Regions from separate parts of the Mus musculus genome. Here all the other regions are linked to region 2. A link is a contact called in public HiChIP or PLAC-seq data. All regions are on one chromosome and are shown on one strand. Each heading gives the region's core, a stretch centred on a gene start, on an enhancer-like site or on the middle of the called end of the contact. The rest is flanking DNA. Distances are from core to core; before and after follow the strand shown.

What was found. HiChIP or PLAC-seq counts read pairs in DNA pulled down with a chosen protein or histone mark.
Region 1: a contact with region 2 is called in an H3K27ac HiChIP or PLAC-seq map of epiblast stem cells, with 4 times the contacts expected there. The contact joins the promoter of H2aw here to the promoter of Zfp672 in region 2. A contact is called at or near these places in 12 of 39 promoter capture datasets (the HPC-7 cell line, cranial neural crest, embryonic stem cells and 8 more), 3 of 484 Hi-C or Micro-C datasets (cortical neurons, embryonic fibroblasts and embryonic stem cells), 20 of 115 datasets of contacts at active chromatin or transcription factors (T-cell acute lymphoblastic leukemia, astrocytes, bone marrow-derived macrophages and 14 more) and 4 of 9 other capture datasets (adipose tissue, embryonic stem cells, liver and 1 more).
Region 3: an H3K4me3 HiChIP or PLAC-seq map of bone marrow-derived macrophages shows a contact between it and region 2, with 2.6 times the contacts expected there. The contact joins the promoter of Trim11 here to the promoter of Zfp672 in region 2. A contact is called at or near these places in 6 of 39 promoter capture datasets (the C10 cell line, cranial neural crest, liver and 2 more), 1 of 484 Hi-C or Micro-C datasets (embryonic fibroblasts), 13 of 115 datasets of contacts at active chromatin or transcription factors (astrocytes, bone marrow-derived macrophages, embryonic forebrain and 6 more) and 2 of 9 other capture datasets (adipose tissue and embryonic stem cells).
Region 4: an H3K4me3 HiChIP or PLAC-seq map of forebrain shows a contact between it and region 2, with 9 times the contacts expected there. The contact joins the promoter of Obscn here to the promoter of Zfp672 in region 2. A contact is called at or near these places in 1 of 39 promoter capture datasets (liver), 1 of 484 Hi-C or Micro-C datasets (embryonic stem cells) and 3 of 115 datasets of contacts at active chromatin or transcription factors (embryonic hindbrain, embryonic stem cells and forebrain).

Annotation. Positions count from the first base shown.
Region 1 is chr11:58,953,137-58,956,380 of GRCm38.p6, reverse strand. H2aw (H2A.W histone) reads right to left here and starts at 1,696. Exons shown (of 1, transcript NM_178218.4): 1 at 1,189-1,696. The coding sequence starts at 1,643. The coding sequence ends at 1,251. It also overlaps the pseudogene H2bu1-ps and a transcript of Trim17 not described here.
Region 2 is chr11:58,322,072-58,324,930 of GRCm38.p6, reverse strand. Zfp672 (zinc finger protein 672) reads left to right here and starts at 1,566. Exons shown (of 4, transcript NM_001256516.1): 1 at 1,566-1,661; 2 at 2,202-2,362.
Region 3 is chr11:58,976,485-58,979,601 of GRCm38.p6, reverse strand. Trim11 (tripartite motif-containing 11) reads right to left here and starts at 1,509. Exons shown (of 6, transcript NM_053168.2): 1 at 958-1,509. The coding sequence starts at 1,362.
Region 4 is chr11:59,134,347-59,137,650 of GRCm38.p6, reverse strand. Obscn (obscurin, cytoskeletal calmodulin and titin-interacting RhoGEF) reads left to right here and starts at 1,276. Exons shown (of 104, transcript NM_001171512.2): 1 at 1,276-2,257; 2 at 2,831-3,100. The coding sequence starts at 1,276.

The DNA.
Region 1 (3,244 bases), core at 447-2,946, 630 kb before region 2:
CAATGACCTATGAACACATACAAACTAAAACTAGAACTAGAGATTCTAACTAAAAGAACATAAAGATCTCTGGAGGTCCAACCCTCTGGCTTTGTTTTACTGAGACCACCCATTTGCAGATGTATAATCTATACGCAGTCTATTGATCACTCTGTTAAGACTCACCGTTAAGGAAAATTGCTTATCCTTAGACAAATGGCTTTAAGACGTTGGTATTTTATGAGCAGCTCTGTAGTTACAGACGGTGTCTGAGGAGCCCAGGCTTGAACAGATCCAGTTTCAGTACAGTCTATATAAATTATATAATAAACATTATATAACTGTCTTCGTGGCCTGTATTGTTAAATTTTAAATAGTGTACAGCAGTTAACAGGGAAGAGGCCCAATTCTGTGCCATTTAAAACGATTTAAAGGTAACTCATTTAACCCCCTCCTCTCCCTTTCCCAACCACGCTCCTGATTTACCTGTAACTCAACCATTCGTCATGCTGCTTAAAGAAGTCACAATCATCTATAAAAGCATGTCCTTAGTATGATGCTGCTTTAAACTTTATGACAAAGGACACTGCTGTACTCTCACACCTAGTTTAACCAGAACCTGACAAATCACTTTGCTCCCCAAGGTTAAGCTACTTAAGTGGATCCGATTAACCAGTTCCAAAGGCCTGCAGGACCACCATGCTCATCTGTAATCCTACCACTAAGCAGGCTGAAGCAGCCTAGAGACCGGCTCCCCACCCCCACAAAGGAAACCAGCAAAACTCCAAAGTTGTAAATCGCCTTGTAACAGAACATTTATATAAACAAGTAGATTTGAAATACCAAGTCTCCCCTCAGAAACCTTTGAAAACCCCGTCCTAACTGGAAGACTTGAACATGTCAATTTAACCCAGTTTCAATAGAAACACTAGCATCTAAACCAGAACCTTATACTAATTTCTATTATTAAGTATCCCCTTAATGTCCAAACACGAACGTTAACTGCAACCTTGTGTCTGACACGGAGTGGTGGGGAGAAACTCGAACGCCTCCAACGGCCCGCAGGCCACCCGCAGATGAAGCCGTTGGTCTCCCTTGAGCTCCCCAAGCGCCGCACAGGGATGCAGGAATGCACGGAAGGAGTCAGGAGAACTGGCCTGGCCAGTAACTGGCGACAGGCTCAGTGTACAGCGCTTTCTAATGAGGTTGTGGGTGGCTCTGAAAAGAGCCTTTGGTGTCTGTAAAAGTCGCACTAACGACCGGTAGGGGCCTCACTTGCCCTTGGCCTTGTGGTGGCTCTCGGTCTTCTTGGGCAGTAGCACGGCCTGGATGTTGGGCAGGACGCCGCCCTGCGCGATGGTCACGCGGCCCAGCAGCTTGTTGAGCTCCTCGTCGTTGCGGATGGCCAACTGCAGGTGGCGCGGGATGATTCGCGTCTTCTTATTGTCGCGGGCCGCATTACCAGCCAATTCCAGGATCTCAGCAGTCAGATATTCTAGCACAGCCGCCAGGTACACCGGGGCACCAGCGCCGACCCGCTCCGAATAATTACCCTTACGGAGAAGGCGGTGCACACGGCCCACTGGAAACTGCAGGCCGGCACGGGAAGAACGAGACTTCGCTTTTGCACGAGCTTTGCCGCCCTGCTTGCCACGACCAGACATCTTCCACTGATAACCAAAAGTACGCAAAAACAGAAAAGAAACCTAGCGAAAACGAATTCGTAAGCGCCAGCAAGCTCTTATATATGATCAGGAGGGAGGCTAGACTGCACCTTCCTATTGGATGCCAACAAGAACCAATCAGAAAAGAACGCGGAGCCTTCCTAATTTGCATATGCCTTACCCCGCGATGACGTAATGTAAAATTGTATTCAATCAAAGGGAGTGATGCCTGATCCTTCATTTGAATGCAAGGCATACAAATATTCTTGCTACAGGGGCGTCCGCGTTTCCGTAGTACAACTAGACATTATGCCTGATCCATCCAAATCAGCTCCAGCCCCCAAGAAAGGCTCCAAAAAGGCGGTCACCAAGGCGCAGAAAAAGGATGGCAAGAAACGCAAACGGGGCCGCAAGGAGAGCTACTCCATCTACGTGTACAAGGTGCTGAAGCAGGTGCATCCGGACACCGGCATCTCGTCTAAGGCCATGGGCATCATGAACTCGTTCGTCAATGACATCTTCGAGCGCATCGCCAGCGAGGCCTCCCGCCTGGCGCATTACAACAAGCGCTCGACCATCACGTCCCGCGAGGTGCAGACAGCCGTGCGCCTGCTGCTGCCCGGGGAGCTGGCCAAGCATGCTGTGTCCGAGGGCACCAAGGCAGTCACCAAATACACCAGCTCCAAGTGAGGCGCGGCGAGGGTGCCCTCAATTCAAAGGCTCTTTTCAGAGCCACCCATACAGTCGTTAAAAGGGTCTTGAACACAGTGCGGGCCACTGACGATTGCCACGCGCCCGAGGCGTTCCCTGACACTGGGTGCGGCCAAGTCCGATTTTTGAGCGAGAAATGTGGGGGTATGGCTGCTTTGCCCTTCCTAAGCGTAGAGTGTGAACGACAGCTGCAGGAGCAGGCAAGGGGCGTGAGTCCTCTCCCCAAGCCTGAAGTTTCGGTGGGCGAGGTCACAGTGAGGTGGTATTCTGGATGTGGGCCCCCTTGGTGGCCTCTGAATCTGTGTTCCCTTTAGCACCCTTTCCATCCTTTTCTGGAATAGAGAGGCGTCTTTAGCCCCTGAAAACTATTCTGACATTATATCATGTCAATAAACCCTGCACTAGCAGTATGCTGGAAACGGGGCGGGGGGAGGGGCGGCACACCGCAAAGCCTGTGTGCAGGAGCTAGGATGTAATTAGCCTGAGCTGCCAGCAAGCAGTTTCAGTGGTTAGGGGATGGGAGGTGGGAAAGAGTTCCGTTGTTTTGAGCAAGAGTTGTTCCCCTAAAGCTGCATAATTTTCTGTGAAGCATTAGTAAAAGAATAATCCACACTCAGCATTTATTTGGAGAACGTCATTAAAAATTTTTTTATTAGATATTTTCTTTATTTACATTTCAAATCCTATCTCCCTTTCTGGTTTCCCCTCCGAAAACACCCTATTTCCTCCTCCTTCCCCTGCTCACCAACCCACCCACTCCTGCCTGCTTCCTGGCCCTGGCATTCCCCTACACTGGGGAGAATGTCATTTTTATGGAGAACGTTTGGGCAGGGAATTTTACCTGTGGAAAGATCACCACTTTCCTTGGTTTGGCTTTTATTTATGAAAAG
Region 2 (2,859 bases), core at 317-2,816:
GAAGTGAACATACTAAATTCCAGGCCAGCCAGGGCTACATAGTGAGACCCTCTCTCAAAACAAAGCCTACCTGCTCTGCAAATGACAGGTTAGCAGCTCAGTAATCGCTGTCTTTTACTCATGACCAGAACCATCTGTAACATCTGGCCATGCCAGTTTCACTGTCTGCACCTAGAAGATAACACCCTGGAAACCACCATAAAGCTGAACCTATGTGTATATACAAATATATTTGTGTGACATTTCAGTCTGTTGTCATCTAAAAAGTAAACAACTGTGAAGTTGTTACAAAATAAGTCACTCAGAAGGGAAGGGGGATGGGAGGAGGATCTTCGTGCAAAGGGTACTGGGAGGAGGGGGCTGATATTGTGATGTAAATTTTTAAAAGGTAACTTGAAGATACTATCAGTTCCCAGTATGTATTATAAAGTCAAATGATTAAATATATTTATATATCTTACAAAATTAAGTCATACACAAACTTTTTTTTAATGTTACTCTTTTATTTCAATAATGGTCTTGACAGGTAGTTTCATGTCTGTTGCTTTAGTAAAACACCCTGACAGAGCAACTAAATGAAGCAAGACTATTTTAGCTTCCAACTCTAGGTGATAGTCCATTACTATAGAGGAGTCTCAGCAGCAGTACAGGTGCTTGCTCCACATCCCATAGTCATGAACAAAGAGCTAATGGGTGCTTGACGCTTGCTCTCTGTCGCCTCCCAACACTCAGAACAGTGCAGAACCTAATCCATGACATGGTACCTCCCACATTCGGAGTGGGCCTTCCACCTCACTTAACCCAATCATGAAAATGTTAACCATGGGTCAACTCAACCCATATAATTCTCGTTGAGACTGTATTCTCAGGTGTTTTGATATCCTTTCAAATAGACAAAACTAACCAACACGGACTCAGGGTCTATGCTGGCTGAATTCCTGCTCCCACTGCGTCCAGCGAGTCTGCGTCCCACCGATCTGTTTCGTGTGGTACTTGTAAATAAACTCTGGGTCTCGGCTCGTCCAGCAATCTGTCAATTGAGCTACATCCCCAGCAGGTTTACGGTTTTGAGTTGGGCGTTCTATGCTGCAAGCGCTGGTTAGAAGCCCTTGCTCTGAAAGGTTGGGAGCCGTCTCCATTCACACCGGAAGGCATCTGGTCAGCAGAACAGGACTACCGCCGTCCCTGGCAATGCTGGACAGGTCATTAATCTATGGGGAAGATTAATCAAGACAGTGAGCATCTGGTCTGGCCTCGCAGTTTAGAAATACATTAACATGGCGACGGATGGGTGCTACTGGTCTCCCTCGAGTGGTCTATACGGCCCTGACTCAGCTCAAGGTGGCACTGGGCTCACAGCCCTTTGCTCTCAGTAGCAGAAGGGCCCACGCGTGGACACCCGAACGGAGAGACAGGTTAGCTAAACCTGCCCTGTGACACTGTGGGCACACCATGTCAACTCCGCCCTCTGCCAGGGCAGGTCAATAGTGCGCTTGCGCGGGCTAGATGCCCCAGTAACCCTGCGGACAGAGTGGGCCAATCAGCGTGCTGTCTCCTGGCCCCGCCCTGCACTGCGCCCGCCCCTTCCTCCGCGCCCTGAGGCCAGCGCTGTCCGCAACGCTTTGAGGTGAACGCGGCTCGGAGCGGCCCTCCGAAGACTGGTGAGAGGGCTGAGGGCCTCAAGGCAGGGCGGGCGGGGCCGCGGCCCTCGGCCGCTGCCGTCTCCTCTCAATACCGGGTCGAGGGACCTGGACCGGAGGGCGGCGGGCCAACGCGCCTGCGCAGGTTGCTCCAGGCCGGCGGTGCTGTCCAGCCTCACACCGGGGAAGTTGCCCGCCTGACGGAGCGGGCCAAGGGGCGATGACAGCCTGTGGCCGGTAGTGACAGCTTCAGGAGACCCGAGGAAGCGTGTGTCTTGCCTCAGCGCCCCGCAGGCTCGCGTCACTGGGGCGCCGGCGCCCGCCTGTGGTTAAGGCAGGCCGGGGTGTGCGTGCCATCGCGGTGGGAAAGGATTCCTGGGGCGGAGCGAAAAAGCCAGAAAGACCTGGCAGGCTGTAGTGTGCTAGAAGTCGGCCAGTAAGTTATGCCCCTGCCTCAGTCAGGCTCTGCCTAAGTAAGAGCGGTCCTGCAGAGTAAATCGCAAGTACCGCACAACTTCAGTTCTCAGGTTTATGACTGCTTTGACCTTTCTCTCTTCATAGAAACTGTTATGGTTTCCTGTATTGAGTTATCCCAGGCTGCAGGTACAGGCAACTTAAGTCCTCAAGGTCACACAATTAGTCATGGAAGAACTAGGAATTGGATGCTTGCCTTTCTGGATCCTCTAAGCAGGTTTGTCAACATAAAACGAAGCTCCCCAAAGGTAATGTGAGATGTATGCAGGCTACAGCAGAATTGGGGGGAAATTGCTATAAGTTTTAGATGCTATGTAATTATAGTCTTAGCTTTCAGGTTAGTGGAGGTTAGTGGTTTAAGTTAATGTCTTCCAAAAGCTTTACCTGATGGTACAAAAGTCTGTTAAAGAGATGAGAGGTAAATGACTGTTAAGGTGATTAAAAATAAAGATATCCAAAATAAATGTATCACCCCTACCAGACTTCCCGCCTCTGCCTCGGATGCTTGCACTACTGTGCCGGGGTGCTGTGAGATGAGACTGGGTACACAGGAAGGTGATCTTTGGGAGAGCCTTTAGGGTGTTGTGCTTTGTTTTTATAAACAAAATCTTAAGGAACAAATTCCTGTATCATGTTATTAGCCTCCATAATTCAGGTAGCAAGATTGAGGACAACTTGAAGCTACATGATACCTCATCCCCAAAGAAAGTATGACCTACAGTACAGGTAGCAGATGAGAAAACTC
Region 3 (3,117 bases), core at 260-2,759, 650 kb before region 2:
CCACTGGTCACAGGGAAGAGCTATCTGCCCATTTCCTGGCGTTACCAGAAAGCAGGCTGTGTCCCCCACACCCAAACCTGCTCCTGTGCTGAACAGCCACAGATACCTAAGCGTACGCAAGACAGAGCATCCATTCTGCAGGAGGGAGACACCCTCTCTGCCATCAGCCTCCTATTTCACAATCATTTCCTATTTCACAAGGTCTCTTTCTGGTAACTCCACACCTTTTGGGATAAAAGGCCTAAGGGTAACTGCTTCTCTGAGCTTTTCTTTCTCTTTTCTTGTGTGAACCCCTATGCAAGAGAAACTTAGTGTTACTTAAGCTGATCTGTCTTGTCTGTTGTTCAGACAGTGAACTTAACAGGACAGAGGACAAAGGTTTTCTTTTTTGGCAATAGAGCAGCTTTAGTGTTGTCCCTTCAGGGCTTATCATGTCATTCGTGGAGAGATGTGGGTCTCTTTCAGCACCATTAAGGGGTTTGGTGGCAGGGGGGTAAACCTGCCAACCAATCATCGGTAAACCGGGTATGGACGAAACGAAATGAAAAATTACTGGGACGATCTCTGTTTATAAGCTTTTTAAGTTTATAAGTTTATAAGTTCACCTTTGTGCTAAAGTCCAAAGTAAAGGAGACTTGGTGCCTGGTTTATTCTGGTCACCCAAGTTCATGCAGTGATGGGGACACACTGGCAGAGTATCAACTCTGACACAGGCCAAACTGTTGATCTGACAGCGGGCCCCTTCACAAGCTCTCCAAGCTGAGTCTGGACTGACTACCAACACCCGGTTTTCCCCAGAATGCACGTGCATCTCATCCTGGAATAAGACAGGCTACAATCCCGACCCCGTCACAGGATCAAGTTAACTGTAACTCACACTTCCTCAACTCAGGGCAGGGCAGTAACGGGACATCCCTTCGCACCGGGCACTGGCCGGCTGCACCCAATGGAACGCACCTTGAGGTCGTCCGCCGCCTCCTGCAGCGGTCTCACCCGGTGAGTCCAGTGCTCCGAACGCTCGCAGATGGGGCACAGCAGGCTGAGGTCGTCGCCGCAGAAGGTGGTCAGCGGCTCGCGGTGCGCCGCACAGACGCCCTGCGGGACCGGAGAAGGCGGGTGCAGGCGTCGTGCCATTTCTGCCATTTTGGCGAGCGGGCGGTTGGGCCGTAGGTTCCTCTGCGCCGACAGCTCGCGACACTCGGGGCACGCGTATGGGCCCTCGGGCTGGCCCCAGCAACGTCGGATGCACTCGCGGCAGAAGTTGTGGCCGCAGTCGGTCATCACCGGGTCGGTGAAGTAATCCAGGCAGATGGCGCAGGTGGCCTCCTCCTGGAGGTTGGTGGACAAGTCTGGGGCAGCCATGGTGCTGGCGTCTGCGCCTGGATCGAGCTTTTCGTGGTGCACCGGGATCGGGCAACTCCGCCGCGAGAGCGCAGTGGGAACGGGCCAGGAGCAGGTAGCGGCACTCTCAGCCTCCTGGGTAGTGGGTACATCCGGCACTAAGCTCTCAGACTTCCGCCGGAAGAGAAACCACAGCGGAAGCAGGAAGCTAGTTTTTATTATTTTTTAGAACCCGTTTGTTCTTGGGTTGGCCGCTGTGTATCGGGGCTCGGGGTCGGAATCGAATTATAGTGCAAGAGATCGCATTTTCGCCTCTCTTGCGGTGACAAGTCTCCGCAGGTGGTGTCCCCGCACCCCAAGATCCGGATGCTGCAAACTTTGGCCATGGGTTCTGTAGCTAATCTCTTGTGCACTGTGTAAACCTTTCTCCGGTCAATACAATGGCCAGTGAGCTTAGGCAGGAAATTAGAAGGTGTGATGCCTGGAAAAGAGAGGGGCCGGGGTGGATGCCGGGATCGACACCGACGCAAGTTTGGCCCCAGAACGCTGATGGAGATAGCAGCAAAAACTGAGAACCAGGTAACCAGCCACGTGTGGCAGAACTTAGAATAACGGGATGATTATGCACGAATCAGGAAACAGTCAAAGCTTATGGTGGTGACCGTCTGCGGCCACAACTTCTGCCGCGAGTGTATCTGACGTTGCTGGGGCCAGCAACTTAGAAAAGTTGTGGACAGCGAGTGCTAAACTAGAAAGCCAGGCACGGCTTCTCTCCCGTAAGATTTCCCGTAGCGGCGGGCTGAGCGCTTGAGCGGCCGTCTATAAGCAACTGGGTAGCGAGCCGGAACGCACTCCAGCCTGCGTCTGCAGCGGCCCGGGTCTAGCACTCCCGCGGCTGCTGAGTCAGGCAGCGGCCGGCCACGAGCCTCTGGCGTGGCCCGCAGGCGAGCAGCTTCTCAGAGCTGCACGAACCAAGCGCAGTTTGCGATCCAGAGCTGGGGCACATAGGCCTGGCTTTCAGCCGGTGGCTGCAGGTAAAGACCTAAAGCCATTCTCGAGCAGCAGGTCGGAAGGGCCTGCAGAAAGATGGAAACAATGGGGGCAGCCTCCTGAACTGAGCTGAGGGGTTGAAGTTAGCCACCGTAGACACTTGCTGGTCTGTGGAGCCTGCAGACGCACTAAAGAACAAAAGGAACATTTTCCCGCAGCGGCTATGGGACTAAAAAGCCCCAAACTTCTGAACCGGTAAGGTATTAAGTTTGAAAACAATAAAAGAGGAAAGAGACTAAATATAAAACATCGTAGACAAATATAGTTTAAGTTGGTAAATCGAAGTTTTTAAGGAGATAGAGATTAAAGGGAAAATATCTTCTATGATAAAAATGGAAAGAACTCAGTGGCACAGGGCATCTAGAGTCTGTATAATTTTTGCTATAGTTATCAGCATATAAATAATTTTTTTCAGTAACGATAACAAATTTTCTATATCTTTTTAAAGAGAGATCAAAAGAAAGCAAACTTAGATAAGGAGAAGACTGGAAGATGTAGGTTACAGGCCTTAGAAGAAAAATTAGAAAAAAATATAAATAAAAATTAGGAAAACTCTAAAGTAGTAGAGATACGACGAGAAAGATATCTGAAAAATGAAGACAGGTCATAGAAGAGAAATTGGAAAGATTTATAAATAAAAATGAAAATACTAAGATAGTAGAGCTACAAGAAGAAGAAAATATAAAAAATGGAGATGGGTCTTAGGAGAAAAATTAGAAAAAAAAT
Region 4 (3,304 bases), core at 27-2,526, 810 kb before region 2:
GATGCTGAAAGGCAGCTCCAGGGGCTGGACTTGGGCCCCAGTTGGTGCGGCCCGACAGCCCTATCCTAACCCTAAGAGACAGGGCCTGTTTGTAGGTGGGGGACAGAGGTGCTGACTGGACAGTGAGTCAGCAAACCGGCCAGTGCTGCCCAGCCCTGGTTCAGGATCAGTCTCCTGGAAGAGGATTAGAGGATTAGCTACCTGAATCACAGGACTGAGAGCCGGAGGGTCAGGGAACACAAACCCATCAACTGGCTGGTCCCGTGTCAGGCAGCCCAGGCTGAGAGACCGGAGGCTGTGTCAAAGCAGAGCAGATGCAGAGGCTGAGGTCTCTGCACTGGGGTACCCATGTCTGCCAGAGGTGGAGGAAGTTAGCCTGTTGAGCCAGCCTCAGTGCCCATTGTTCCTATATGAGACCTGGGGCCGGCGGGTAATTTCAGCCACTCGCTGGATCAGTGGCAGCTTGGCTGGGGCTGTCTTGATTGGGCAGAGGCCAGCCTTATTTGGGTAGTGATGATTCCTAGGAGGACTGAGGCATGCTATGTCGTTCTTGCAGGTGGGGGGTGGGGTGTCCCACGTTGGCAGGACCATGCTAAGGACTGAATAGTGACAAGGCCATCAGGACCCAGGAGAGCTAGGCCTTGGAGCTAGCTGGTTCCTAGCTCCTGGAGAGAGAATCTGGCTGTACTGGTCCCAGACTATAGGGACCCTCCTGCCACTCTTTGCAGCCATTGGCTACACTGCTCCTACACCCTGCTCTTACCTGGGGCCAGGTTTTCCCAGAGGATTGGCAGTGTGAGGGAAGACAGGTGCTAGTGGGTTATATGCAGCCCAGTGAGTGAGGCCCCTTTTGTTAGCATGAGCCCCACTTCAGGTGAGGTTGATGGCTCCTCTCTTTCCCTGCTGGTTGAAGAATATGTTCCCTCAGGAGTCAAGAGGACTTCCTAGTTTGGAATTTAAGGGACATCACTTTGGGTCGTGAGACTGGAGTTGGTCATAGAATGGAGGCACATCAAGGTAACTGAAGATCCTAGACTTTCAAGTCACAGAAAGGGGCCAATCTGAACTGCTGGACTTCGGAGGCACTTGAGTGGGTTGGGAGTGGAGGAGTAATGGAGACCTGGTGAGGAGGTGCCTACTTGGTTAAATTGGCCTCTCCTGGTGACACTGAACGAGGAGGAAGAGGGTAGAATGTGGTACAGGCGACTGGCTAGTCTCAACACCATCATGCCCTTCATTTCTTGTCTTTTGTAGTCCCCCAACCCCACTGACATAATGGACCACTCCTTCAGCGGAGCACCCCGCTTCCTGACGCGGCCAAAGGCCTTTGTGGTATCTGTTGGCAAGGATGCCACGCTGAGCTGCCAGATCGTGGGCAACCCCACGCCACACGTGAGCTGGGAGAAGGACCGGCAGCCAGTAGAGGCAGGAGCGCGCTTCCGCCTGGCCCAGGACGGGGATGTGTACCGCCTCACAATTCTCGATCTGGCGCTAGGTGACAGCGGGCAGTATGTGTGTCGCGCGAGGAACGCCATAGGGGAGGCCTTCGCCGCCGTCGGCCTGCGAGTGGACTCGGAGGGCACGTGTGCCGAGCAGGCGCCCCACTTTCTGCTGCGGCCCACATCCATTCGCGTGCGCGAGGGCGCAGACGCCACCTTCCGATGTCGCGTTGGAGGCTCACCACAACCTGCTGTGAGCTGGTCCAAAGATGGGCGGCGCCTGGGCCCACCCGATGCCCCCCATGTGCGTGTGGAAGAACACGGGGAGTCGAGCGCGCTTCGCATCCGTTCGGCAAGGCCTCGCGATGGTGGCACCTACGAAGTCCGAGCAGAAAATCCGCTGGGCTCTGCCAGCGCTGCCGCCGCTCTGGTGGTGGACTCGGACGCCGAGGTTGCCGGACCACCCGGCACCTCCACCGCCACGCTCCTGGCGCACCTGCAGCAGCGGCGGGAGGCCATGCGCGCAGAGGGCATACCCCCTTCTCCACCCGGCGCTGGCACGCGCACCTGCACGGTGACCGAAGGCAAACACGCGCGCCTCAGCTGTTTTGTGACCGGCGAGCCCAAGCCCGAGACAGTGTGGAAGAAGGACGGGCAGCTGGTGACCGAGGGCCGGCGACACGTAGTGTATGAGGACGAGCAAGAGAACTTCGTCCTTAAGATTCTTTTCTGCAAGCAGTCCGACCGCGGCCTCTACACCTGCACAGCGTCCAACCTCGTGGGCCAGACCTACAGCTCGGTGCTGGTGGTCGTGAGAGGTGAGCAAGCTTGTAGCCCCACACATGCGCAGGGCTGAAGCTCTTTCTGGACAACCCCCTCCTCCCCGCACCTCGTGCGTTCACTTGAGCACCAGCTGCGTTTCCAGGAGATGACCTGGTGCAAAGATCTGCTAAGGTCGCGTGGCTACATCCTGAGTTGGAGGTCTGAGCGGCTCTCTCCTTCCTCAAAACACACTGGCGATGATGGCCTCTGGCCTGAACCATCGTAAAGTCCCAGTCACTACCTCTACATCCCTCCCTGCACACCCCTACCTCACGTAGCGCCTGCTATTGTTTCTTCCGTGTTCCACTTTCTCCTCTTACTCTCCACTTTGTCCCATCAGCTCACCTATTCGACCATGTCCCTTCTTCATTTTTGGTCCCTTGGTCCGTTGAGGACATACTCCCCCCCCCGCCCCCCCCCCCAACTCCGATGATCCCTTGCCTCCTTCTATCTACTAGCTTCAGGTTCCCTGCTCTCTTTCCTCGCCACCCTCTCTGCTCGCTTGCCTTGTCCCTGGCCCTGCTCCTATCGGAGCCCTGCCATTGGTCCCTCTCTCTCACTGCTCTCAGAGCCGACGGTGCCCTTCAAGAAGCGGCTGCAGGACCTGGAGGTACGAGAGAAAGAGTCTGCTACATTCCAGTGCGAGGTGGCTCAGCCAGCTACCGAGGCGGCGTGGTTCAAGGAGGAGACCCGGCTATGGGCCAGCGCCAAGTACGACATCGAGGAGGAGGGCACCGAGCGCCGGCTGACCGTGCGCAACGTCTCGGCAGACGACGACGCTGTGTACATCTGCGAGACCACAGAGGGCAGCCGCACGGTGGCAGAGCTCTCTGTTCAAGGCAGGCGTGCGGGGCGGGGCAGGGCGCGGCCAGGAGTGCAAACAAGCCTGGGTGCAGAGGTGGCAGGCCTCTAGCCCAAGGGGTACTGATGACATCAGTTGAGTGTGGGCAAGAGGGCAGGTGAATGGGGCTGAGTTGAGAGGGACAGGGCAGAAGGGCCAGGATGAGGGACAGGCAGAGGGGGTAGGGCAGAGTGGATCTAGG